Linked DNA regions of Mus musculus: region 1 is linked to region 2. A link is a contact called in public HiChIP or PLAC-seq data. All regions are on one chromosome and are shown on one strand. Each heading gives the region's core, a stretch centred on a gene start, on an enhancer-like site or on the middle of the called end of the contact. The rest is flanking DNA. Distances are from core to core; before and after follow the strand shown. Region 1 overlaps Ctnnd2 (catenin (cadherin associated protein), delta 2). Region 2 has its middle 99 kb from the start of Ctnnd2.

Region 1 (5,391 bases), core at 1,466-3,965, 620 kb after region 2:
AAGAAGCTGACACAACCTGTATGTTCACCAAAACACAAATGGACCAACCAAATACAGAAAGAATATGCACACAGTGTTCAATATTGATATGGATTGGAGAAGTATAGATACATTATAATATCGATGAAGCTCAGGACATTATTAGTGAAATAAGCCCAGTGTAAGATGGCAGATTGTTCAGTAGGTACACTCCATAAGGCAGTACCAAATTCACAGAGCCATAAGCTAGAATGCTGGTGATTAGGGGGTGTGTCATAATGATAGTTAATATGTAATGACCAGAACCTCTATGTTTGGAATGAGGATATACTAAAATTGTGTTATGAAAGGTTTGCACAGAACTTGTGAATGTGCTTCATAACACTAGCTGTGAAATAACTAGAATGGTAAAATCTCGGTATATTTTATAATGACAGAAAGGTAATCAAAGGGGCTGGTAGGATACAGCTCAGCCAGGAAAGCGCTAGATGTACAACCATGAGGTCCTGAGCTCTTATGCACAAAACCTCTCTGTAAAGCTGGATGTGGTGGGATGTCCAGCACTGGGAAGGCATGCAGGAGGATACTTGGGACTTGCTGACAAACCAGCTTAGCCAAATTGGTGAGTACTAGATTCGGTGAAAGACTTTATCTTATTATTAAAAAAAAAAAAAAAGGCACACAACAAGAGATGGCTCAGTGGTTAAGAATGCTAACTGGCTTTCTAGATGACTCACGCTCCATTTCTGACACCCAGATCATGCAGTTGACAGTCGTCATTAATTCCACTTCTAGGGGATCCAATATCCATAGGTGTGCACGAGCATTTGTATTCACAAGCTGCACAAAAAGTTATACAAGCACCAAGTACACACACACAAATGAATGAATGAATGAAGAATGAATGAATGAATGAATGACTAAAACGTCGAGGAGTACAGCAATTGAGACAGACACCTAATGTCTTGCCTCCACATGTACCCACATACCTGTACACATATGTGCACACACATGTATATACACAGGGTCTGACATGTACCCACATACCTGTACATATATGTGCACACACATGCATACACACAGATCCTGATGTGTATGCATAAATGCACACTCACAGGGTAACGGGCAACAAAATGCTGGCCAGGCACTGCTTCTTTTAAATAGAAGCCTACCTAGGGGCAGAACAAGGAAGCCAGAGAGAGAATGGGTCATGAGGTGGATCCTGACTGTAACAGTTTCCAAGCTGTGCCTCCCGCCACCTCATAGAAAATTGTAGAAGCCACTTCTCTGTAGGTTACCACAGCATTGCTGCTTTGCACTGCTCCTCAAATGGGCCACTAAGTTCTATAAACATACTGTAATAACATATTTCCTAATTATAATAACCACAATACCATGTTAAAGAATGAGCGTAAAGTAGCTTTTTAAAATTAGATGCCATATTATTCTAGAGAACAAAAACACTTATTCACACCACTTGAGAGTTGTTCATACCACTTAAGCATCTTTATCAGAGTCAGTTTTGGGCATTTTGTGATTTTACTCAGCAAAGACTTACTGAGCGAACGGTCAGGCGCTGTTTTGGATACCGAAAGACATGTGCATCAAGTAAATGATGTGGCGAAAGAGTGACTAGGAAGTACACAGGAAACAGTCATGCTTAAACTCCTATCAACTTTGAGTAGAAATGTAATTGAAGACTTAGCTCTTACATTTTTATTTAAAATCACCCTTAGTCACTGCTTATGCTATGCAGCATATAATTCTGTTTAATAACGTCAGTCCTCCTCGTGCTGCCTGCTGGCTTCAGAGCCCCAGCCCCTGACTCAGTTTGTTTGCAGTCATACCGAGGATGAGGCACCAGGTCACCATGAAAGCCCCCAACCCTGAAGCTTGCAACCAACATCAAGGAATCCAATAGGAAGGCATCCTGTTCTCCCAAGAGCCATTAGGACTCTTCTCCTGTCTCTTCACAAAGATGTTGCCGTGGCTCAAGCCAGGCCTGGTGTTGCTAGAAAACAGCTCACTCAGGTAGATGAAGTTGGTCGCAGTGGAGCACTTCTGCCATTGAAGGGCTCTGCATTGTTGTAATGCCTGGGCATCTTTAGGTGAGTTGTTGTGTTTCCATCAGCGCCTCATAATGTGCTCATTGTCCTCTGTCCTGAGAACGACTGAAAGGTTGACACATTTAAATTTGTCATGAATCAGATGGAAAGTATCAGGAAAATGACGGTGTCAGTGTTGCAAATGGAGCTTTAGCAGGACAAATACTGTGTGTCCCTGAGTAATGTGTAAAATACCGTGGTGGGCATATTTACACAAATATCCACAGTGTCTCAAAACATGTTCAGATACATATACACAAACATAACACATATATACACACACTCTCACACACACACAGAGACACTTAAAACACATTCAGATATATATACACAAACATCACACACATACACACACACACACACACAAATCAGACCTATGTCTGTCTGGATGCTTTTAAACAGAACTCTAACCCCAAGGGCAAGGCACCAAATCCTCAGAAAGAATACATTTGCATTCTTCAAAATTGCAATGCAGTTCCAGCTTTATTACTGACATCATTGGTTACTGAGAAGGGAGGCAAACTGGGCAGTGCAGAAGAAGTCCTTCAGCCCCTGGGCCAGGCCTGTGCACTTGCCATTCCGGCCCATGCTCCAGGATGAAGCGCCTGTGTGTAATGTGCTGCATTCGCTCATTCTGCACAGCGAACACTTACAAGTGGCAGGGAATGAGAATGCACTGTGGCAAGCTCGCTCAATAGGAGCTTGTTGTTAAGTTTCCAGAGAGGTATGAAAGAGACAGGAAATGGGCCCAGCAGCCTCAGCCAGGAGGGCCTCATTGAAAACCAGTTCACAGGCTCAGATACAATAGAAGCTTTTGGAAACCGGGCAGGATCTCTGAGAATGGCACTGTGGATGGAATCAGCCTGCCCTGGGCCTCACTGCCTGTGGTGAGAGGTCTAGGCCCCCCTGCCCTGCTCTGCCACCTTGCCCCTCACCCTTACCTCCCTCCCATTCCTCTCTTTGGCTCTACTTGCTGGGGCCATTAGGCTAAAGATTGGGCTCTGCCTTAGGCCTCTAGTCTGTCTTCTATGTGCAGAACTCTCCAGCACCCGGGGTTCAATCTTGCTCAAGAGATATGTCATGGGTGCAATACCATCCTCTAAATTCCTATGATGAAGTCTTAACTGCTAGACTCACAATGTGTAGAAACAGTTTCCAAGCAGGTGATTAAAGATAAACTGACACCCCTGGGTTGAGGCCCTCACCCCACAGGACGGACTTGCAAGACTGTATGCAGACACTGGGAATCCAGTCACTTGCAAATTGAGGAAAGAGGCCTCTGAAGGAGGAAAACCTCCCAGCACTTTGACCTTGGGCCCCAGTTTCCAGACCAGTGGGAAAATTTGTGTTAGGTTGTGAATGGCATTCAGGAGCTAGCATTTTATCACCACAGCCTAAGCTGGGATAGGATCTTCAGTGAGCAGCCATGATGGTGATGGTATGGTGTGTAGCTGGAGAGAGGTTTTTCAGAGCTTGCATTATCTGCCTGATGCTTTGCAGAGGTCTCTTTGGGCAGTGTGAGGATGAAAGTCTTCAGCTGTGGTGGAACTCTGTAGGAAGCTACAGAGCTGTGCTCTGAAGGATCAAGGTAGAGTGAACTGTGGTTGTGATATCTTTTCTAGGAAGGCCAAAGAGGGGCCGGTCTAGCAGGCCCAACACTTTTCCACATAGATGTGGTTTCCTGAAGATTCATGAAGTATAAAATTAAAATGCAATATGCAGGTCAATATAGATCTATTTATCAACTTTATAAAATTTGAAAATGAATATAAAGGTTCTATAAAATGAGATTTGAAAATGGGCAGTTTTATAGTTTTCCATGTATATACATATATATTTGTGTGTCTTTGTGCATGTATGTAAATGATCCTGATACATGGGCATGCCCAGCAATAGAAGTAAACTGATTTCTAGAAACTAATGGTCATTTCATCACTTAAAATCACTTAAAATTTAAAATTTTGAATTTTGCATTAAAACATATTATTTTACTCAAACAAGTTCTAGAGTGGGCAAAACTTACTAGCACCTAGAGGCTTGCGTTCTAGTGTGTGGATCAGAGCATAGGTGCTGGTGGGAAATTTAGAATCCCAGGCCCTTACTCCATGCCTCAGACACCATGGTCTGCATTCTAACCAGACCCCAAAATGAGAGCTGTGCATGTGATTGCCATCGTCACCGACTCTATCAGAAACACCTTTCAGACGCCACACCCAGTTTATTCCAGGAACCAAACAAAAGCATTCAGATGTCACTCTGACTGGGCCGTGTTAAATGTGCCTGACATTCTATTGCTGTGTTGTGCCAGAATAAAATATTAGGATTATTTTATTTTTATAGACTCAGAGTGTTTCTTAAGTGATAAAATGTCTGAATTTGAGAAGCCAGGTGTCCCATGAAATTCATATTATGACCCATCAAATGTAAACCCACCATTTAAAATATCAGAATATAGACTTTAAAGGTAGTTTTCTCCTACTAAATTTTTTTCTTGCCTTTCAAAGGTTTATATGTTCCCATCTCCCTTTCCCTAGCCAAATCCTTTAAATATCTCATTTTTCTCCAATTGAACCATTCTCAGTCTGATGAGGGAGCTTTGAACTCTTTATCTCAGGATTACTTATCCTTGCTAGAGCCTTATCATTTCTATAATGCTTTGTTTCACTCTTTGTCCTCATGCCATGCCCTTGACTGTCATCAGTCCCAGTGAAATGACCTCATCCAGTCTCCTCTGATTGCATCTTAGCAGTAGCATCTCTCGCCACTCTGATATCACTCAGTCTAGACATGGACACTTCCTGCATGGGCAATCTTCACCATCCGGGTGAAGCATTTGGTCTGTCTCCCATCAGATAGATGCCCCTCAGGAAGTTCAGTCATGAATATCTTATCAGGGTAGAAGAACATTCGAGTCATTGTCTTCGGCCAAGCGTATCTATCATATTGCAGCCTGCAACTTCCTGTTAGGATTGCAGAGTCCTGTATCCACTCCCAGACCTACAGACCAATATCAGCAGGATCACCTAACATCGACTCGTTTTCATTAAAGTATAAGAAGCTCCTATTGGAAAATCAGTATTGCCCAGCCCTTTTCCTCCTGAGTTATCAATAGAAGGTAGCAACGTTTCATATAACTTGTTATGGTGCACACGTTTTGATTTGGGGCTCAACTCTTAGGGACTGAGGATGAAGGGCAGATCAGAGGAGAGAATTGCAAGTGCTTCTAGAAGGAAGCAGCCATGCAAGCTGTGTGACTAGACTAGATGTTCTCCGAGATTGGCCCTAGGGAATGCTTCCCTGGAGTGGT
Region 2 (5,360 bases), core at 245-2,744:
TAGATATATATAATATATCTATCAGGGCTTACAATTGCTTGAAAATATTCCTCTTTTAGATACTGCTAATTTTCAAATTTTGCAATTGTTTATGCATATGCAACTCAAGTTAAGAGAAAATACAGTTCCTTTAAAGGACTGTCTTTGGACATTTAAGAACTTGTTCTGAACTGCCTAGACAAGACCCCTTAAGGCAATGCCACCCCAGATTTGTATTCAAGGCAGGCTATAGGTCTTACATAAGAACAATTGGCCATATGATCTCATTCTTTACATCATCAAAATAGTAATGGCTTGAGATAATAGTTTGGTATTTTTAGAGAATGTGCATGTCAAATTGAAAAAACTTGTTCTCAATATCTTCAATTTCTGCCTGTTCAACATAATGGTGTTAATTCTGGAGAACTTATATTTAATCAGTTATTGCAAATGGATACTCATATTTCTGATTTTACAAAAATAAAATATGCACATGTGACTATTGATACCTTTTCAGAATTTCTAGTTGCAATTGCCTTAACAGGAAAAGCAACTAAAAATGTAATTAGTCATTGCTTACATTATTTTTTTATGCTTGATGTTCGAAAACAGATTAAAACAGATTATGTAACTGGCTATTACAGTCAAGCATTTGAGATATTTTGTGAACAATTTAGTGTTACCCATGTTACTGGGATTTTTTTATACTTCTCAAGGACAAGGTATTGTGGAACTTTGAAACAATATCTTCTTAAAAAACAAAAAAAGGGGAGAATTATCTCCCCGTGCACATTATTGAAATCATGCTTTTTATTTTTATAATTTTAAAATTTGGATGCCAAAGAACTCTTTGCTGAGTGTCTGTCTATAGCATCCTACCATTAGGCATACTCATGCCTAGGTGAGATGGATCCACTTATTGGCATATATCATGACCCTATTCAGATATTTATTATTGGGAAGAGGTCATGTTTGTGTTTCTTTCCACTGAATGCTGCAGGAGCTTGCTAACTGCCAAAGTGATTGGTGTGACATATTGACACAAAGGTGACCTGTAAGCTTGCTGAATGCCCTGACAATGGTGACAGGAAAGCTGTATTGGGTCTATGTTCTTGACCCACCTTTGCTTGCCTGTGAACCAGATTAGACAAGCTAAGCTGCCTTGCTTCAAGCTTTTATACCTTGTGGGACAGAGAACATAGAGACTGTGGAAACTGACTTAGAAAAAATAATGAAAAGGAGAGTTATAATGACTCTTCTCTTTCCTTTAATGTGACAGTTATTCTGACTCAATCATGGACTGGTCTAGAAATAAATCCAATATTGGAGATTCCAATTATGAAGATAACTAAAAATCTTTTTCAGCCAGCTTACCTGGCTCTTACCACTATTTCCTGAGAAGTAACAGTTTTTCTGAAGATTCTCAAAACCACCTCCCCCACACCAGGAGGCCAGACTTGGGCCTGATTGTTGCGAATTTGCAACTGAATTGAGTGCCTGGGACATCCCCACAGACAACCTTAATCCTGTTCCTTTTAACTTTTGACTTTGTATTTCAAGCAGGTCAGTTACATCCATACAGGCTTGCCTTCGGCAAAGCTTAGATATGGCAGTTATTCATTGCTATGAAGAAATGCATTGAATGGATATTGTAGCTTTGGTCTGAGTGAGGAAAAGGTGTGCTATGAGGACTGGTAGCCAAAGACGGGCCACTGATGATTCTATGACTCTTATCAACCTAAGACAGAGGTGTGTGCCAAAAGACCATGTTTCTTCATAATAAACACTAAAATGCCATGTTTGTGCAAATAAATACAAACAAGCTGCACCTGTTCTCAGGGACATGTCAGAAGGAGTACAGACATTCAGACCCCAGCCAGGCACGGCTGCCAGCCACTATAATTCCTGGGCAAGACCATGGAGCATAAGTAAACTTTATGCCCCAGTCCAGCTAATTTTTAATAAATAAAAAGGGAGGAACTGTGCCCTCCCCCCAAGTCTTGAACAGGCTGTCTTAGACCTTGTGTGCCAGAGTTGCTAACTCACCTAGGGTGGAGTCTTCCAACCTAGGTAAAGTCTTTTGTCTACCACATCTGCAGCTTCCTGCAAGAAGCTACCTGCTGAGCAGTGGAGCTTGTTTTCCTGACAGATCATGACAAATGACCATGAGATCCACGCATAGTAGGGGATGGGTTGTCCCCCTCTCTTTAAATATAAGACCCTAGAATTAAAGTTGAGCCTTGATCAGAGAACTATGTCTTGGCTCATTATTTCTTGGCTTTCCTATCCAATCCCAGCTTCCCTTTCAGGAACTCAGTAACCCATGGCCACTGGCAACTACTGAGCACACCTCCATGGTCTCTGCATCAGTTCCTGCTTACTGACCTGCTTGAGTTCCAGTCCTGACTTCCTTTGGTGATGGACAGCAGTGTGGAAGTATAAGCTGAATAAACCCTTTCCTCCCCAACTTGCCTCTTGGTCATGATGTTTTTGCAGGAATAGAAACCCCGACTAAGACAAATATAAAATATGTAAGTTAAAAGACTGATGAACTTCAAATGAATGGATCATTAGTCAAAGAAATAAAAAAAAATTCTATGAAAATTCTATAAACATGTGTTCTTCTCTTTTTAAATCTCTACTTAAAATAAAAGACTTTTCTGTTGCTGTTAGAGGAGAAAAGATAGGCGTGTCAGCTCCATCCTAATTAGCAGTGCATTTCTTATATAAGATATGACAAAACACTTCTGGACCAAACTAAGTATTCAACATTAAATCTGCAAAATAAGGCATTTTCCGTATCTCAAATGATATATAACACTGGAATTTCTGAGCAAATTCATATTGCTTGTATCTCTTCCTATTCTATTTTTTTTTCTGTGAGAATGAAAGACCCACAACGTGAGGACTCCCCCACGTTCTGACTCGGGAGAGGTGACACCCCAAATCACTCACAAGAAACGGTCTTGTTGCAAACTGCAAGAGGACTTTTAAAATACCAAAAATACCAGTTACGAGTCACAAGGAAGTGCAAAGTCACAAGAGTCACAAGGAATAACTGGTATCTATAACTGACAAATTTTGTTCTAACATCAGTCCAAGTCCACAGTCAGAGACAAGGGGTTGACACTTTCTGTCCCATAACAAAAAACAAAAAACAAAACAAACAAACAAAAAAAAACCAGAAACAAAACAAAGACACAAGACACTAGTACGTCTAAACACACATGTCTGTGTCTGGACTTATCAAGCTAGCCAAACGAGACCTCCGAGGGGGTGAGGTTCTATGTCCACCCACTTCCTGATGGGGGTCGGATTCCACATCCACCTCCCTTCACCCATGGAACCCAGGGTTGTAGCCTGCGGGCCTTAGGACGGCTCTCTCCCGAAGCCACTAGGTTCTTACAGTCTACAGTGGCAGCTGCCAGAAAACTAAAACCAAACACAAACTCAGTGGCACCACACTTAGACAACAGACAACACTCAAGACTCACAAACGTACCTCCAAGGGGTCTTTGAGGTTCCTGGGTGTCACGCAGATCTCAGTGGGACCTCCAAATGAAAGAACCTAGTGGGGAAACCCCCACTCTTATTCCGAGTCGGTGTGCACCCAAAGAATCATGAGAGACTGTCTTAATGCAAATACATGAGGTAATTTAATGATGGAGCTCCAGGCCAAAACATATCTCACACAGGAGACAGTGGTTGTCGGCCATGTGGCTCGAAAGCTAGGGGTTTTTATAGAAAAGGGTCTGGGGCTGGGGGAGGAATTGGCGAGGTTTCACATGATTGGTTCATTTAAACATCAGTAGATTGTACGTGCAGATCAAAGTAACAGCAGAGCATCTGGTTAACATTTAACCCATGTCAGAAGGGTGGGAGATAGGGAGGCGCCGGGCTAGTCGGGACATGTCATTCTCTTTATCTTTATGGCCAAGCAGTCTCAGGAATGTCTTAATGACGGGACTGCCTGGGCATGTCCTGGCCTGCTCCACAATGTTCTCAGCCCCAGGCTTCTATGCTCACAAACAACTCTTTGGACTAATTGACATGAGTTACATGAATCACAGGTCTTAAATTTTATTTTCTTTCAAGAATAAGTGTTTATCTTCAAGTAACAAGTCACTTCAGAATGTTGAGTAGCCTGCTTTAGCAACAAGACTATGATGTGAGAGACAAGACATAAAAGAGGCAGAGAATTACTGAAGTTCATTAACCATTCAATTTTAAATTTAAAACATGTATTCTGACATGATATTAATTAAAAGTGTTCTTAGATGTAGTAAAACTATCACAAAGTCTTTTAAATAATCAAAAATGATGCTCTTCTTTGAAATGCAAGGTTCATACACTAGATGATGTAATGTTAATTCTTTGAAAATTTTGATGGGATTTTCCCAACAAAAAACATTGCAATAATATTCTATATATGATATAACACACACATACATATATATAACACACATATATAATGTATATGTGATATGTAACCCATATATAACATATGGAATGATTAAGCAGATGATAAAATATGAAGCAGGGAAGTGTGTTCACATAATATTTTCAAAATAAAATCAAACACACACTTTTTAATTGAAGTACTATTTACTTCCTTTGATGTCAGAGTTCTGAGTATCCCATGAAGACATGAGAAGTAACTTGTATTTTCACTCATTTTACTTTGCTGATTGAGAGGAAAAGGCTCCATTTAGACTAACTTTTAATGTTTTTATACATTTTACTTGATATAGAATTACATCACTTTTCCCATCTCCGTTTCCTCCCTTCACCCCCTGTAAGGTCTCCTGACTCCACCCCTTTTCATTACTCCCAAAATACTCCAATCATTCACCTCTTCTTCTTTGACTACTGTTGTTACCTAGGTAACAATGGTATGCTAAGATATACAAATGTAGTCCACTGAGTCCATGTCTGTTGTTTGTGTGTGTGTGGTCTCAGAGCTAACCACTTCATATGAGTCCCTAAGGAGGGCCTCATCCTTAGAAAAGACTAGTTCTCCCTCTCTCAGCCTTCTTTAGTTGTCTACAATTCTTTGTCTAAGGGTGGGATCCTATGAAGCTCCCTTCCATGTTAGCATTTCTTTTTTTGTTTGTTTGTTTTGTTTTGTTGTTTGTTTGTTTGTTTTATTTTTTTCGAGACAGGGTTTCTTTGTGTAGCCTTGGCTGTCCTGGAACTCACTCTGTAGATCAGGCTGGCCTTGAACTCAGAGATGCTTCTGCCTCCCAGGTGCTGCGATTAAAGGTGTGTGCCACCATGCCCGGCACCCATGTTAGCATTTCTGTCGATACTGTCATTGTTCTGGTGTTGTTTGTGCAGCCACTTCTAGGAAGACTCTTTGGTCCTCTGGGTGAAGCTTCACA

Evidence for each region. HiChIP or PLAC-seq counts read pairs in DNA pulled down with a chosen protein or histone mark.
Region 1: a contact with region 2 is called in an H3K27ac HiChIP or PLAC-seq map of embryonic stem cells, with 4 times the contacts expected there. The contact joins two enhancer-like sites. A contact is called at or near these places in 1 of 115 datasets of contacts at active chromatin or transcription factors (embryonic stem cells) and 1 of 9 other capture datasets (embryonic stem cells).

What each region holds. Positions count from the first base shown.
Region 1 is chr15:30,691,141-30,696,531 of GRCm38.p6, forward strand. All of the region lies in intron 9 of Ctnnd2 (catenin (cadherin associated protein), delta 2), which reads left to right. Gm41283 (a long non-coding RNA gene) reads left to right here. Exons shown (of 2, transcript XR_875095.2): 1 at 1-5,391. Among named protein-coding and RNA genes, the nearest start is that of Gm41283, 10 kb to the left of the region's middle. Within about 2 kb of position 2,716, at least 58 of the 459 cell types and tissues checked have an H3K27ac peak or open chromatin away from gene starts, as enhancers often do. A contact at or near this core is called in embryonic stem cells, where this site is marked.
Region 2 is chr15:30,070,422-30,075,781 of GRCm38.p6, forward strand. No RefSeq gene overlaps it. Among named protein-coding and RNA genes, the nearest start is that of Ctnnd2, 99 kb to the right of the region's middle. Within about 2 kb of position 1,495, at least 7 of the 459 cell types and tissues checked have an H3K27ac peak or open chromatin away from gene starts, as enhancers often do. A contact at or near this core is called in embryonic stem cells, where this site is marked.